Linked DNA regions of Mus musculus: all the other regions are linked to region 4. A link is a contact called in public promoter capture Hi-C data. All regions are on one chromosome and are shown on one strand. The core of a region is the stretch at or near the end of the contact, and the rest is flanking DNA. Distances in the headings are between cores, read along the strand shown.

Region 1 (2,700 bases), core at 201-2,700, 590 kb before region 4:
GCTTTTATCTGCTGAGTCATCTGGTCAGTCATCCTCCCTTTTGGGGGTGGTATGAGGATCATACCTAGAGCTTTCTGCATGTTATGTGAGCTACATCTCAGCCTTCACGTGCAAGCTTTGAGGAAACAGATTTTCAAGCCATGTAAAGAATGCGTTTCTAAAGTAAATTATAAGTATAGAGTGAGCATTTCAGACATGCGTCTTAAGCATCATTGCCAGGTTCTGAGGCACACACCTTTAATCCCAGCATTCCAGAAGTAATCTCAAAGGCCAGTCTATGAACATGCACTCTGAAAGATTATCTTTTCTCCTTTTTGACCATCATTTATCTTTTGGTTGGTTTGGGTTTGTTATTTCTGGTTTTGTAGAGAAACTCACTACATAAGCCTCAGATTTACTGTGTAGCCACCCCAACCTTAAATTCTAAGTCCTCCGACTCCAGCCACCTAAGGGCTAAGGCCAGGTGTCTGTTAGTAGGGAATGCCTAATTAACTTATCAGAGTGGACCAGGCCTCCATGTTCTCCCAGCATTCCGCTGTCCTACTGTTAAAGAGCATGGTTGGCACACCCTGTCCTCTACTCTGAACTCTCCAGTCCAGGGGCTGGGCTGCCCTTCCTTTGACCTTTGGCCTCCTGGCTGCTGTACCTGATCCCTCCCTCTCTCTTCCCTTCCTCTCCTCCTCTCCCCATATGGTTCAGGGTAGTGACCACTCTGAACTCTCTTAGATGTTTGTCCCTCTGGTTAGGTCTCCCTTATATTGATAATAAACTTTCTCCTCCACCATACTTAGGAGCAGCAGCCCTCCCATCCCCTCCTCTCCCTCTCCCTCTCCCTCTCCCCCCTCTCCCCCCTCTCCCCCCTCTCCCTCTCCTCTCCCTCTCCCTCTCCCTCTCCCTCTCCCTCTCCCTCTCCCTCTCCCTCTCCCTCTCCCTCTCCCTCTCCCTCTCCCTCTCCCTCTCCCTCTCCCTCTCCCTCTCCCTCTCCCTCTCCCTCTCCCTCTCCCTCTCCCTCTCCCTCTCCCTCTCCTCTATCTCTTTTTCATCCAGTGTGCACAACCATGCCTGTTTGGGCTTTTGTTGTAGTTTGATTGCTTTATTTTCAGACTCTGACTCGTGGCCTCCTCCTGCCTTAGCCTCCAGAGTGCTGGAGTTCTAGGCATGGGCTCCCTACCATTGTTCTGATTTACATGTTCTGCCTTAGCTCTCCATGTTGTGGGGGTCTTTGACTGTGATAGAGCTATCTCCTTGCTCAGGTGGGCTTAATTCTAGAGAAAATATGGCCATAGAAATGCAGCAGCCACTGAATCACTCTGAGTGGCCCCAGGATCTTGTCTTAAAAACAGTGAAGAATAATGAGCCAGGACAGCAGAGGAGCCAGAGCTTTACTGAGGTGGAGAGGAAGTCTGGCCTCCTGCCTGGGCCCTTTTTATGCCCAATACTTGGTCCTGATTGGCTTATGTAAACAAAGGGTTGTGCTGAGAGCCTTCAGCTTTGCTGAATTGGATGGCTGTGGAGGACTGAGATAGCTCAGGAAGAGCCTGCCATCCACAGAAGAAGTTACTAGGAGGGGGAAGAACCAGGAAGTGAGGAGTTGCTGATCAGCTTAAAGGCCCGTGGTCTTGTTATGTTAATATGTCACAGCCATTTAAAATCTACAGCTCCTGCCTAGCGTGTTGGCACACATTTAAATTCCAGCCCTGAGGCTGAAGCAGAAGGACCTGTATGAGTTCATGCAGGCCTACATAAGTGAGACCCTGTCTCAGACCACAGCACCATTCACAGCTTCTTAGGGAAATCCATGGAGTATGAACTTTATTCTACAGACTCTGCTCTCAAGGCCCAATCTAATATTTATATGCAGAAGGACTTCTGAGCTAAACTTAGAACTTTGGAGCTAAATTTGGCAAGATGTGCAGTTTGGGGCCAGCTGCTGCACCCACTGCAGTGCTGTCTGGGGAACTGGTGCTGCTGGTTGGCAGGTATTTCTCCTGAGGTCAGCCTAGAGCTTCTGCCTACACAGTACTCATCAAGAAGACAGACAACCTGCCAGTTTGTAACGCTTCTTCTTATCCTTATCTGTCTGAAAGAACCTACCTTACTCCTGTCTCTGTCATTTGGACATTTGCCTCTGGTGTCCACCTCTGGAAAGCCATTCCTTCCTTACTCTTCCGGTTGGGTGCTGTGCTCATGGTACTCCTCTTCCTCTGGATATCTGTGAGTGTACTCACTCATAGATATGGCATCCTGTGTATGGTGAGTCCTTAAAATACTGCCACATTTCTTAATACTGCCACATTTCTTAAAATAAACTGATTTGCAGGCTGGGTGGTAGTGCCTAGCATTGACGTGAAGGCTTTGTGTTCACTAAGTATGTACTGTGCCATTGAGGTGCCTTGACCTTCCCTCCCCAAATCCAGAATTTTAAATGGGCCAAATATCGAGCAAAAAATACTAAGCAATCCAACATCCTGTTACCCTTTATCTTCTTTTAGTTTTATGCTGTAACATATTTTAGAAGGAGAGCCTAGCCTTTAATGGCTGAGCCATCTCACCAGCCCACTATTATAACTTAGAGTCTTATTCTTTTGTATCTTTTGAAGTTTTTCTTTTTTTGTATTGCTTACTAACCTATCATAGTGCATTGACAAGAGCCAGCAATGTGTGTAACACTCATAACAAACTCTCTCTGCTTGGAGATTT
Region 2 (2,700 bases), core at 105-2,604, 520 kb after region 4:
TGTCTCCTCTCCATCCAGAGACAGTCCTTTGTCCTTTGTCCCTCTGGGGCAAATAAATCTCCTTTGTAGATGGTCTAGTCGGCCATCATTGAGAAGAGCGGCCCCTTGGTCTTGCAAACTTTATATGCCCCAGTACAGGGGAATGCCAGGGCCAAGAAGTGGGGGTGGGTAGGTAGGGGAGCAGGGCAGGGTGAGGGTACAGGGAACTTTCAGGATAGCATTTGAAATGTAAGTAAAGAAAATATCTAATAAAAAAAAGATAACATATTTTACAAAATAAAAAATAAATCTCCTTTGTGTTGAGAACTTGGTCTTGGGTGTTTCTGGTTCCTGTCCTTTCACTGACCACATGGCTTCCCTTGAAGACAGTAGGACATTCCCTCTGTGGTGATCCTCCTCTCTGCAGAACATATGCTGGTTGGAGCCCCAACTCTGATGGGTCCATGACTTCTCTGATCAAACTGACAGGGAAGAGTGAGTGGAGTGCTTGCCTGGTGAACTGACTTGTTTTATGTCAAACCTGCCCCAAATTAGAGTCATCAGAGGATGGAGCCTCAATTGAGAAAATGCCACTATAAGACCCAGTTGCAGGACATTTTCTTACTTAGTGATCAGTGGGGGAGGGTCTAGCCCATTGTGAGTAGAGCTATCCTCGGGATTGTGGTCCTGAATTCAATAAGAAAGCAGGCTGAGCAAACCAGTAAGCAGCATCCCTCCATGGCCTCTGCATCAGCTCCAACCTCCAGGTTCCTGCCCTGTTTGAGTTCCTGCCCTGACTTCCTTCAGTGATAGACTACAGTGTAGAAACGTAACCCAAATAAACCCTTTCCCCAACTTGCTTTTGGGTCATGGTACTTTGTCACATTAATAGAAACCCAAACTAAGACCCCTGCGTACCCAAAGCCGTGGGTCCCATCCCCAGCACCACATAAAACCAGGTGCGGTGGTGGCATACACCTGTAATCTCAGTCAGTACTCAAGAGGTAGGGGTGGGAGGATTAGAAACTCAAGGTCAGTTTGGGTTACCTGATGACAAGTGTCTGTGAGCTGCCTGACCTTTCCAGAGTTATCCATCATCTCCTGGTCCTCCAAGACCTAATAGACCCAGGGCCAAAGTCCTGGCTGAGCTGAGGGAGAGAGACGGTGGACTGCAGGGGGTGGGGGTGGGGGTTAAAGCAATTTTGAGGAAACACAGCTCCAAGCCAGATAAAAATCACCAGCTTGTGCTGTTTGAATGAGAATGGCCCTATAAGCTCATGGATTTGAATGCTTAGTCACCAGGGAGTGGCACTGCTTGAAAAGGATTAAGAAGTGTGGCCTTGTTAGAGGAAGTGTGCCACTGAAGATGCACTTGGAAAGTGCTAAAGTCCATGCCAAGCCTACACAGAAGGATGTAGCTCTTAGCTATTTATCCAGCACCAGCCTCAAGGGCTGCCAACCCTCCATGATATGACGGGCTAAACTTTTTTTAAAAAGATTTTATTTATTTATTACATATATGTCTATATGTTAGTACACTGTAGCTGTCTTCAGACACACCAGAAGAGGGCATTAGATCCCATTACAGATGGTTGTGAGCCACCATGTGGTTGCTGGGATTTGAACTCAGGACCTTTGGAAGAGCGGTCAGTGCTCTTAACAGCTGAGCCATCTCTCCAGCCCAGGCTAAACTTTCTAAAACTGTAAGCAAGCTTCCCGTTAAATGCTTTCTTTTATAGGAACTACCTTGGTCATTATGTCTCTTCACAGCAATAGGACAGTAACTAAGACGCACAGCTACAAACCTAATCTCTCTCTTCTAACCAACCCTACTTCCCCTGCTAAGCAGAAAAACACAAGACTCAAAATCTATTCTGCATCAAAGAGTAATATTAAGTTTTACTTCCCTTTCTCTGCTGCCCCAGGCCTGGCAGGATCTAGACTTCCTGAGCACAATTCTCTCTTTTACCCAGGCTCTCCACATTCACACATGTGAGCAAGTAGAAACAGAAGAGGATGGGTGATCTGCTTGCTGGGACTACCATCACTGCAATGTGAGGAACTTCCTTAGTTGAAGGACTCCCCACACACCAAAACTTGTACCACACCTCAGTAAAAGAAAAGGCTCTTGTTGAATAGACCAGCTGAGCTCCGGAGGTACATGCATTTCTAACTTTTTCTTCCTCGACCCACCACATCATGAGACCTTCACATAGACATTATTATATGGTGCACAGAACATTTTTCAGGCCGGTTTTGTCACAGATCGGATTCAGGAGCCACGGGGTGCTGTGCCTTAACCGCACAAACAGGGTGGGGCCCCATCTGTTGTCAATTTTGTGCCTTAAGCGCCACCTGGTGGTGATAAACTGTAATAGGCCGCGTCTCATGACCAAGGCTTGAACTGAGTACCTACACTTCCTGGTTGTGTGTATAAACTTCGGCGGGAAGCACGGGGTTGGAGGTGGTATTTGATCTCAGCACACTCTGGAAGACGGAAGAGGAAACAGGATTTGATGAACCTTTCTTCTGTACTCCTTTTCAAAGGTTTGATGAAGCGTTCTTCTGTGCTCATTTTTAAAAGCTACTGTCAGTCGGATAGTGCTGCTGCCCTGGATGACTCTATATAGGTTTATTACAGTCAAGAATCAAGTCTGCCATGGCCTGGAGAGATGGTTCAGCGGTTAAGCGCACTGACTGCTCTTCCAGAGATGCTGAGTT
Region 3 (2,746 bases), core at 180-2,679, 660 kb before region 4:
GGCAGAATGGAAGGAGGCAGCAATGCCAGGACTGCCAGCCAGGTGGGGCGGGCACTGCCCACTGCAGTAATTCAGCTGGTATCCCTCCGGCTGCAGGATCCAATCCCGCCACCCCAGCTCCTGGAAGTCTACATAGTGGTCTCGCCTACAACATAAGGGGGTCTCAGGCTCACAGGTGGGAGTCCTCCTCCTGGCCCGACCTGCTCCAGGTTCATTAGCTCGGATCTTAAGTTCCAAGAAGGGACGTTGCTGTCCCGCTGTGTCCAAGAGCAGCCGTGGCAGTCCCGCAGCGGTGCTGTTAAGGTCCAGGGGTCTAAATTCCAGTTGGAGTTTCACGACGCCAGAGTCCTCACTCCGCAAGCCGCTAGAGGGCAGAGTCAGGGCGTGCCAGCCAGAGGAAGTGGTTTGGTGCTCAGCTAGGAAGGTGCGGAATCCTCGGCACCTAGTGGTGCCGCAACGGAAGATCCTCAGGTACAGAGTGCCCGGAAAAGAGGGAGGCACATGCAGCCAGAGGCGGGCATGGTACAGGTGGTGGGACCAAAGAGGGGACAGCTGGAAGGTGAGCATGGAGCGGTAGGTTGAAGTGGATTTGTCTGCTCAGACAAAAACAAAAACAAACAAACAAAAAAGCAAATTAAAACATGAACAAAGCTTCTCTCTGACACTCGGCCACCCTACCCAACCATCCCTCATCTCTCATACAGACCTCTGCAAAGGGCCTGGACGGCCTGTGTCCCCAGCTCTTTCTCTTGCCACACCCCACGCCTCCTGCCTCCCCTGCAGGCCTCTCCTTGTGTCTCCTGTCCCCGGTCTCTCTCCCCTCACCCACCTATGATGGTAGCAAAGCTGATGACTTTCTCTCGGTTGCCAGGGACCATGCTCTTGGGCTGCAGTCTCCGGAGGGCTCTGGTCAGTGCTGCCTGGGGCAGAGGCCGAGTTATTCTGGGACGGCTGGTTAGGTGCAGTCCCTCCAGGATTTGCTGCTTGGCTAGCTCCAGGACCAGAGCGCGTTCTCCTTGGGGTGCCAGTGTTGGGCCCCCACAGGACGGGCACGCAGATCTTGTACTCTGCACCCACACCAATGCCCACAGCAGTATTAGCCAGAGCTGGGCTTTTGGAAGCTTCATGCTCCAGGTAGATGGCTCTGCTTTGAGAACCTCGAATGGGTGGCAGTTTTATGAGTCTGATTTCCCAAAGAGGATACAGAAGCAGCAGCAGCAGCAGCAGCAGCAGCAGCAGCAGCAGCAGCAGCAGCAGCAACAGCAAACCAGTGTCACAGCTACCCTTGACAAAGAGCAGACCAAGCTACTTGTCCTCAATAGCCTAGGACTCAGGAAGACTGAGAGTAGATCGCCTGGTGGGGTAGCTATGTGTGACCCTCACAGTTCATGACTAACTACTGGCAGGGCCTCTTTAGAGCCAGTTGCTTGGGATCCCTCACCTAGCGGTCAACCAGCAGACCTACCCTCTGAACCTTAGGATTGGCCAGCTGCGCTGCCCATCAGGCCCCTGCAGGGGGTGGAGGGCTCCCCCGGGACTCGAGTTTCACCATCTGGGTGTGGTGGCTTGAGGTAGGGGTATGGAGGTGCAACGTGGACATGCATGATGCAAGAAAGAGGATGATTTCACACGGTCAGTTCCCAAGGTCTGGGATTCAGGTGAGGGAGTCCATAGGAGCCAGGTGGGGATGGGCGGTGGCTCCTCAGTATGCCCTGACTGACTTCCGAGCTTGAAAACGGAAACCGTTTTATGAGGCTGTTTCAGTGGGTTAGTTCTCGGGGTTTCCATGTCAGAACAATAATTCTAGCGTTCAAGCCGAGTTAGGTTTTAGAAAGGGTGGTTTAAAAAAAAAATGGAGTCCTCTTGATCAGGCCTAGGTGGCAGTGCCACGGGACATAGAAATTACCTTTTGACCCTGCCTGTGCTGGCTGCCCAGAGTCCACCTGGGGGAGGGCCAGAGCAGGGATGAGGACATCTTCTGTGATGTCTGGGGAAACCCGGCCAGGTGGGCTCGTGGTGATGCAATCTTACAGCAGAGCAGAGTCCGGCAGAGCTGGCAGAAGGGCGAGCGCCTTTGAAGCACCTGTGCCTGGTAACTACTGCCTTTAGGGTACTGTAGGAGTTGGCCAAATCTGAGGCAGCCCAGGAGTGGTGCCAGGCTTCTGGTAATGTAGTTGGAAAATGGAAATTTAAGGGACCTAGGGGACAAAGCCGGAAAAGCCGCCTCAGGTCTTGGTCATCCAGGCTTTGTTTTATTTTTGCTTGTTTGTTTGAAAGATTTATTTATTTTATATATGTGAGTACACTGTCACTGTCTTCAATCAGATACACCAGAAGAGGGCATTGGATGCCATTACAGATGGTTGTGAGCCACAACGTGGTTGCTGGGAATTGAACTCAAGTCCCCTGAAAGAGCAGCCAGTGCTCTTAGCCACTGAGCCATCTCTCCAGCCCCCGACTTTGTTTTTTAATGTGTGCGCATGTGTGTGTGTGTGTACGCGCGTGCTCGTGTGTGTGCATGTGTGTGCTTGTGTGCACGTGTGTGTGCTCGTGTGTGTGCATGTGTAAGCTGGAGCACAGCCCTGTGTGCCATCCCTAGGGACGTCATCCACCTACCTCCTTTGAGACAGGACATCCTTGCTGGTCTGGAACTCACTAATTAGACTACACTGGCTGGCCAGTGAGTCCCAGTGTCTGCAACGCTGGGATTGCATTTCTACCTGGGCTCTGGAGACTCTAATGCAGG
Region 4 (2,700 bases), core at 161-2,660:
CTATGAACTTGCAAACCCCTTTAGCTCCCTCAGTCCTTCCCCTAACTCCCCCATTGGGGTCCTCATGCTTTAGTCCGATGGTTGGCTTCAAGTATCTGCCTCTGTATTTGTTAGGCTCTGGCAGAACCTCTCAGGAGACAGCTGTATCAGGCTCCTGTCAGCAAGCACTTCTTGGCATCACCAATAGTGTCTGGGGAAGACTCTGCCTTTTAAAAATGCATATTTAAAAGAGTAAAATGCAAAAATGTCAATGCAAAATTAAACAAACACGACAAAAGAACTCTGACCTATTCTTGCAACCATTGTTCAAAAGAAAATAAGTTATGTCTTGTTTTTTATTGTTTTGTTTTGTTTCTTGAGGCGGGGTCACAGAACTCACTCTATAGAACAGGCCTCAAAAGCATAGATACACCTGCCTCTGCCTCTGGAGCGCTGGAATTTAAAGTCCTGCATAGCCACTGCCCAGCTAAAAACTAAGTTCTTAAGTGTAATTTTACCAAATGGTGCAAGAAATAAACCTCTGTCTGACAGTTTTGCAGAAAATCAAACTGTTCTCCCCAGTGATGGTCTGGTTCAGATAACAACCCCGGAAACAACTGGTCCAAAACATCAATTCACTACTAGTCAACAACTTCACTAATTTTCTTCCAATTTTGTTCCAACAAGAGAAAGTAAAACATGTCTCCCCACTTCCAGTTAGATTACGAACAGACTCCAATCAGAACCACTAGGCGACGGCTCTTTTCCCTGAGCACCCCCAACCCCGTCCCTTTTTATTATTTATTTTCTCTGAAATTCCCACATTCCTGTGAGCCTTTGCATCTGTACTTATGTACCAAAGGTGTAAAATGGTGGTTGGCTCACTTGCCATGGAAAACTCAGACCAAACAGCCGTTGATTTTTCTCATGCGGTCTTCATTTCGAATACTGAATATAGTAACTCTATGACAATTTTTCAAAATCTCTTTATGAGATATTGGTAATATCTCTAAAATATTCATCTTTTGCAAAGGACTTGTTAAAATCTTACTATTGGCCGGGCGGTGGTGGCACACGCCTTTAATTGCACTTGGGAGGCAGAGGCAGGCAGATTTCTGAGTTCAAAGCCAGCCTGGTCTACAAAGTGAATTCCAGGACTATACAGAGAAACCCTGTCTCGGGGGGAAAAAAAGAATCTTGTTATTACTAATCAAAATCAATATGCTAAAGGTCTCTCCTTTTCGGGGACAATCCTGTTGTTAAATGGATAGGTTTTCAGAGCCCGGAAGATGCAGATGGACTCTAAAAGGAGCAGTAGGAGTCGTCTACACCTGCGAGATCTGCAAGAACTACAATTCCCAGCAGTCCCTCCGGCGGCGCAGGTCCATGCGCGCGCAGGGATGGAGGCCTGTCTTGTTCCCGCCAATTCTCGTGTCAGTCCTGTCCGGGTCTAGTTCTTTACTTCATGGAGCCATTTGATCCTGCGGAGCTGCCGGAGCTACTCAAGCTTTATTACCGAAGGCTCTTTCCCTACGCCCAGTACTATCGCTGGCTCAACTATGGCGGAGGTGATGGAGGCTGGGACGGGATGGGTAGCGGGGCTGGGAGCCGTGTGTGAGAATACTTTGGGCGGGATGTCCTAGGAAGAAGAGAGGCACCTTCTTCACCAATGACAGGCAGCGTCCTTGGAATATTTACAGCTCCTGTTTATTGCTCCCTAGCAAATGTGAAATTGTATGCCCCTTCAGATTACAGGCTATCTAGAACAGAGCTGGGCACAGAGCACTCGTTAAAAATATTCCAGAGAGCCTAGTAGCTCATACCTATAATCCTTACATTCTGGAGATTGGGGCATGTGGATTTTCATGAGTTCAAGGCGAGCCAGGGCTACATAGTAAGCTCTAGAGCAACCTATTCTACACAATAAAACCCTGTCGTTTAAAAACTTATGTCAGGCTGGGCGTGGTGGCACACGCAGAGGCAGGCGGATTTCTGAATTCGAGGTCAGCCTGGTCTACAGAGTGAGTTCCAGGACAGCCAGGGCAACACAGAGAAACCCTGTCTCGAAAAACCAAAAAAAAAAAAAAAACAAAAAAAAAACGAACATATGTCTTCCCATTAGTTAAGGTTTTAGTTAAGGTTACATTATGCCCTAAACTGGAGTTAAAATTATTTTGCAGTGACAAAGAATTACTTTCAACACCGTGAATTTTCATTCACACTGAAAGATGATATTTACATTCGCTACCAGTCCTTCAACAACCAGAGTGAACTGGAGAAGGAGATGCAGAAAATGAATCCATATAAGATTGATATAGGCGCAGTATATTCTCACAGAGTAAGGAATCTTTTTTTTCTTTTGTATTTTGTTTGTATCTTTTTTGTGTGTTTATTTTATAAGCCAGAGTGAGTTCTTGCCCCCAAGTTTTGAAGGTAATGTTTTAGAGTGTATTATTGTTGATGAAACGCACCTTTTTTTCAAATTAATTTTAACACTCTATAGACTGAAAATCACTTGGCTGAAAATACCTTGCCTTCTTCCTAGGTTTAGAAGAAAAGGTGAGCATTGGGCTGGAGTGTAGCTCAATTGATAAGAGTGCTTGCCTGGCATGCATGAACGGTTGGATTCCATTCCTAAGAACACATAAACCAGGTGTAATGGGCATTGTCTCTAATCCCAGCATAAAGGAGGGAGAGGCCAGTTTGAAATACATGAGACCA
Region 5 (2,700 bases), core at 109-2,608, 850 kb before region 4:
AAAATTTGAAGCAAGCTTTAATACTAGCCAGGATGATGGACTCTGGCCAGTCCACTCCAGGGTTCCTAGAAAATGGCCACCAGCTACAATGGCCAGGTGATTATAAAGGGCTAACTCACAGGCTATGCCTTGGTCAGATGGAAGCAAGCATACATCCTGACATACTTCCTCCTACCTACCTCTCAACTCCCTGTGATCCCCTAGAAAAGTGAACGCATGTGGCTTGCTATCTGATACGGGTAACAGCTTCCAGAGAATCGTGGCGTATCTGTCCTCGGGCAGGGAGTTGACCGGTTACAAAGATCATTTTGATTCACGGAGTTCTTGGGCACAGTAATAAAAACCTAACTTTGCATTCTACACCCGATGTCTATCAAGTGTTTTGTAAATAAATTTATTCCTATTTACAATAATATTCTATCTACATGTGGGTCTGTGAAGGGGTATCCAGACGCCCGGGAACTGGAATTATTGTTGTAAGCTGCCATGTGGGTGCTGGGAATTGAACCCAGGTCCTTTGGAAGACCAGCCAGTGCTCTTAACTGCTGAGCCATCTCTCCAGTAAGTGTTTTATATAGACAGGTTTACTAATATTTCCCTTCGCCTCTTGCTTAGGGGATCTCTTCCGACTGTAAAGGAAAAAAAGCCCTTGATTTATTTTAAAGGTTTTGTAATTCTACTTTTAGCATTTGATCTGAAACTTCTGGTTTAAGGGTGGGTTTTCCCTCTTCTCCCCAACACACACACACAGTTCATTCAATATTGCTTATCTACAGCCCCAACCCCCAGACACATTTTTCATTATGTTTTACCTATTTTTCTATTCAATTTTGATCCTTCTGAGAACCACAGGACTTTGTTTCTGGTCAGTGTCGGGAATCAAGCCACCTATGGCCTACTTCACTGTCCATCTGGCCACTTTCTGCGGTTCCTCTTCAAGTCTGTACCAAGAAGCAGTTAGGGGAAGTAGGCCGGCCATTGAGTAACGGCTTGCCTCGGTTGATGGCTGGAATTCGGAGCCAAGAGGTCAGAGAGAGGCCGCTGTCTTTGTTGCTCGTGAGGCAGTGTTCACCTCCAGGGCTGGCTGGTTTTATTTATTTCATCTTCCCCATCCAAGTGTTCCTTGAAATGAGGTTAGACCGCATACTGAACCCAATCGCCCTTCCTGGGGCTACACTGTGAACGAGTGGGGAAATGGCGGGGACCGGGAACTGGCATCTTAGACACCGCGGTTTGGGGACGAAGGGATGTGAAAAGGGGGGACCTTCCCGGGAGGGCTCATCGCCTAAGCAATCTTCTCCGCGTCCGCCAGACGGCGCCGCGGAGCTCGCCATCCCCGCTCAGAGCCCGAGCCTGTGCCGCAGCCAGCCCGGGAGCGGCGCTGCGCTGCGGTGTGAGAGCCGGGCGGAGGCCTGAGCCCTCGGCTGCCTGGGAGCGCGACGCGGTGCCAGGGCTTCCCCGCTTTGTCGCTGGGGCTGGGGCGCGGCGGATTTACGATCCAGTTCACCCCGGCAGGAAACGTTCAGAACCACCCCCGCGCTGCGGTCTACAAAGCCCCGGAGTCCGCAGGCGGGAGGAGTCGGATCCCCGACACTGTCGGGCTCCCTCCCGCCCAGCTCCCGCATCAGGCCGTCGCCGGCCTCATGAGGACCCCCCGGCCGGGGCGGAGAACCGGGCACTGCCCGGACCGCGATCCTGCCGCGGCCTTAGAACGTTAGACAGGTCAGTGCGCTGGCACGCCCGGCGGCCGAGGTGTGGGCAGGAGCGGCGTCCTCCTGGCCTCGCGCATCGTGCCCGTGGCTCAACGAGGCCACCCGAGGGTCACCGAGGCCGGGCACCCGCGAGCGCGGGCGCGACACCGTGCCTTCCCTGACCCGCCAGGTGCAGTACAGCCGCCCCTCCGCAGCACCCTGGCCCGGCTGCTGCCCGTGGGGTGGGGGTGGGGTCCCCGAGGGCTGCGCACCCAAGATACTGCATGTCACCACGGCAAGCCTTGGGTGTATGCGGAAGCCCAGAGGCGAGAGAGAGGCGGAAGAAAGGAGGCCGGGAGACCTTTGGCGTGAGCATGAGGGAAGGGGTGCGCGCCGTGCGGAGCGGAGATGGCTGGCCTTGGGTACCTGCGCGAGCCTCGGAGGCGGCGGGGTCCAGAGTCCCGGCCCTCACGTTCTCTGAGAGCCTGGTCACCTCTCACCCTCCCCCATATCAGGATGCGGCTAGACCGCCGGGCCCTCTATGCGCTAGTCTTGCTGCTCGCCTGCGCCTCGCTGGGTCTCCTGTACTCCAGCACCCGAAACGCGCCAAGTCTCCCGAACCCTCTGGCATTGTGGTCGCCCCCACAAGGTCCCCCGAGACTCGATCTGCTAGACCTTGCCCCTGAGCCTCGCTACGCACACATCCCGGTCAGGATCAAGGAGCAAGTGGTGGGGTGAGTGCGGACCGCGGCGTGGCGGCGGCGACAGCGCAGAACATGCTGGAGGGGGTGGCCGGGGAGCTTTTGTTTCCTCCAGTGCTAGACTCGGACGCTGCTTACTGCTGACTGGTTGGGTGCAGTTATCAGGGAGGTGGAGAGGGCTACCGAAGCTTGAACTGGGGGGGAGACAGGGGCGCGGCAAATCTATCCTCCTCAACCTTGTCGCCGCCACTGGAGTGTGGGAGGATGTACAGGCAAAAGAGCACCCGGAGACTGCCTGCTGTCTTGAT

The links. Promoter capture Hi-C pulls out the DNA fragments that hold promoters and counts their contacts.
Region 1: a contact with region 4 is called in a promoter capture Hi-C map of liver, with 3 times the contacts expected there. The contact joins the enhancer-like site here to the promoter of Prim1 in region 4. A contact is called at or near these places in 4 of 39 promoter capture datasets (the C10 cell line, liver and pre-B cells) and 3 of 9 other capture datasets (adipose tissue, liver and macrophages).
Region 2: a promoter capture Hi-C map of pre-B cells shows a contact between it and region 4, with 2.5 times the contacts expected there. The contact joins the enhancer-like site here to the promoter of Prim1 in region 4. A contact is called at or near these places in 2 of 39 promoter capture datasets (pre-B cells and stem cell-derived epiblast-like cells).
Region 3: a contact with region 4 is called in a promoter capture Hi-C map of liver, with 5 times the contacts expected there. The contact joins the promoter of Inhbe here to the promoter of Prim1 in region 4. A contact is called at or near these places in 6 of 39 promoter capture datasets (the C10 cell line, cranial neural crest, frontonasal cranial neural crest and 2 more), 1 of 484 Hi-C or Micro-C datasets (the N1E-115 cell line) and 3 of 9 other capture datasets (adipose tissue, liver and pancreatic islet).
Region 5: a contact with region 4 is called in a promoter capture Hi-C map of liver, with 2.8 times the contacts expected there. The contact joins the promoter of B4galnt1 here to the promoter of Prim1 in region 4. A contact is called at or near these places in 2 of 39 promoter capture datasets (liver and pre-B cells), 1 of 115 datasets of contacts at active chromatin or transcription factors (microglia) and 1 of 9 other capture datasets (liver).

What each region holds. Positions count from the first base shown.
Region 1 is chr10:127,425,386-127,428,085 of GRCm38.p6, forward strand. The region is part of intron 2 of R3hdm2 (R3H domain containing 2); the gene reads left to right. Among named protein-coding and RNA genes, the nearest start is that of Gm23819, 22 kb to the left of the region's middle. Within about 2 kb of position 1,451, at least 84 of the 459 cell types and tissues checked have an H3K27ac peak or open chromatin away from gene starts, as enhancers often do. A contact at or near this core is called in adipose tissue and liver, where this site is marked.
Region 2 is chr10:128,534,122-128,536,821 of GRCm38.p6, forward strand. No RefSeq gene overlaps it. Among named protein-coding and RNA genes, the nearest start is that of Esyt1, 9.6 kb to the left of the region's middle. Within about 2 kb of position 1,355, at least 173 of the 459 cell types and tissues checked have an H3K27ac peak or open chromatin away from gene starts, as enhancers often do. A contact at or near this core is called in pre-B cells, where this site is marked.
Region 3 is chr10:127,350,419-127,353,164 of GRCm38.p6, forward strand. Inhbe (inhibin beta-E) reads right to left here and starts at 1,430. Exons shown (of 2, transcript NM_008382.3): 1 at 830-1,430; 2 at 1-593. The coding sequence starts at 1,127.
Region 4 is chr10:128,013,805-128,016,504 of GRCm38.p6, forward strand. It overlaps Prim1 (DNA primase, p49 subunit), which reads left to right and starts at 1,411. Exons shown (of 13, transcript NM_008921.2): 1 at 1,411-1,547; 2 at 2,160-2,317. The coding sequence starts at 1,445.
Region 5 is chr10:127,163,798-127,166,497 of GRCm38.p6, forward strand. It overlaps B4galnt1 (beta-1,4-N-acetyl-galactosaminyl transferase 1), which reads left to right and starts at 1,359. Exons shown (of 11, transcript NM_008080.5): 1 at 1,359-1,722; 2 at 2,207-2,425. The coding sequence starts at 2,208.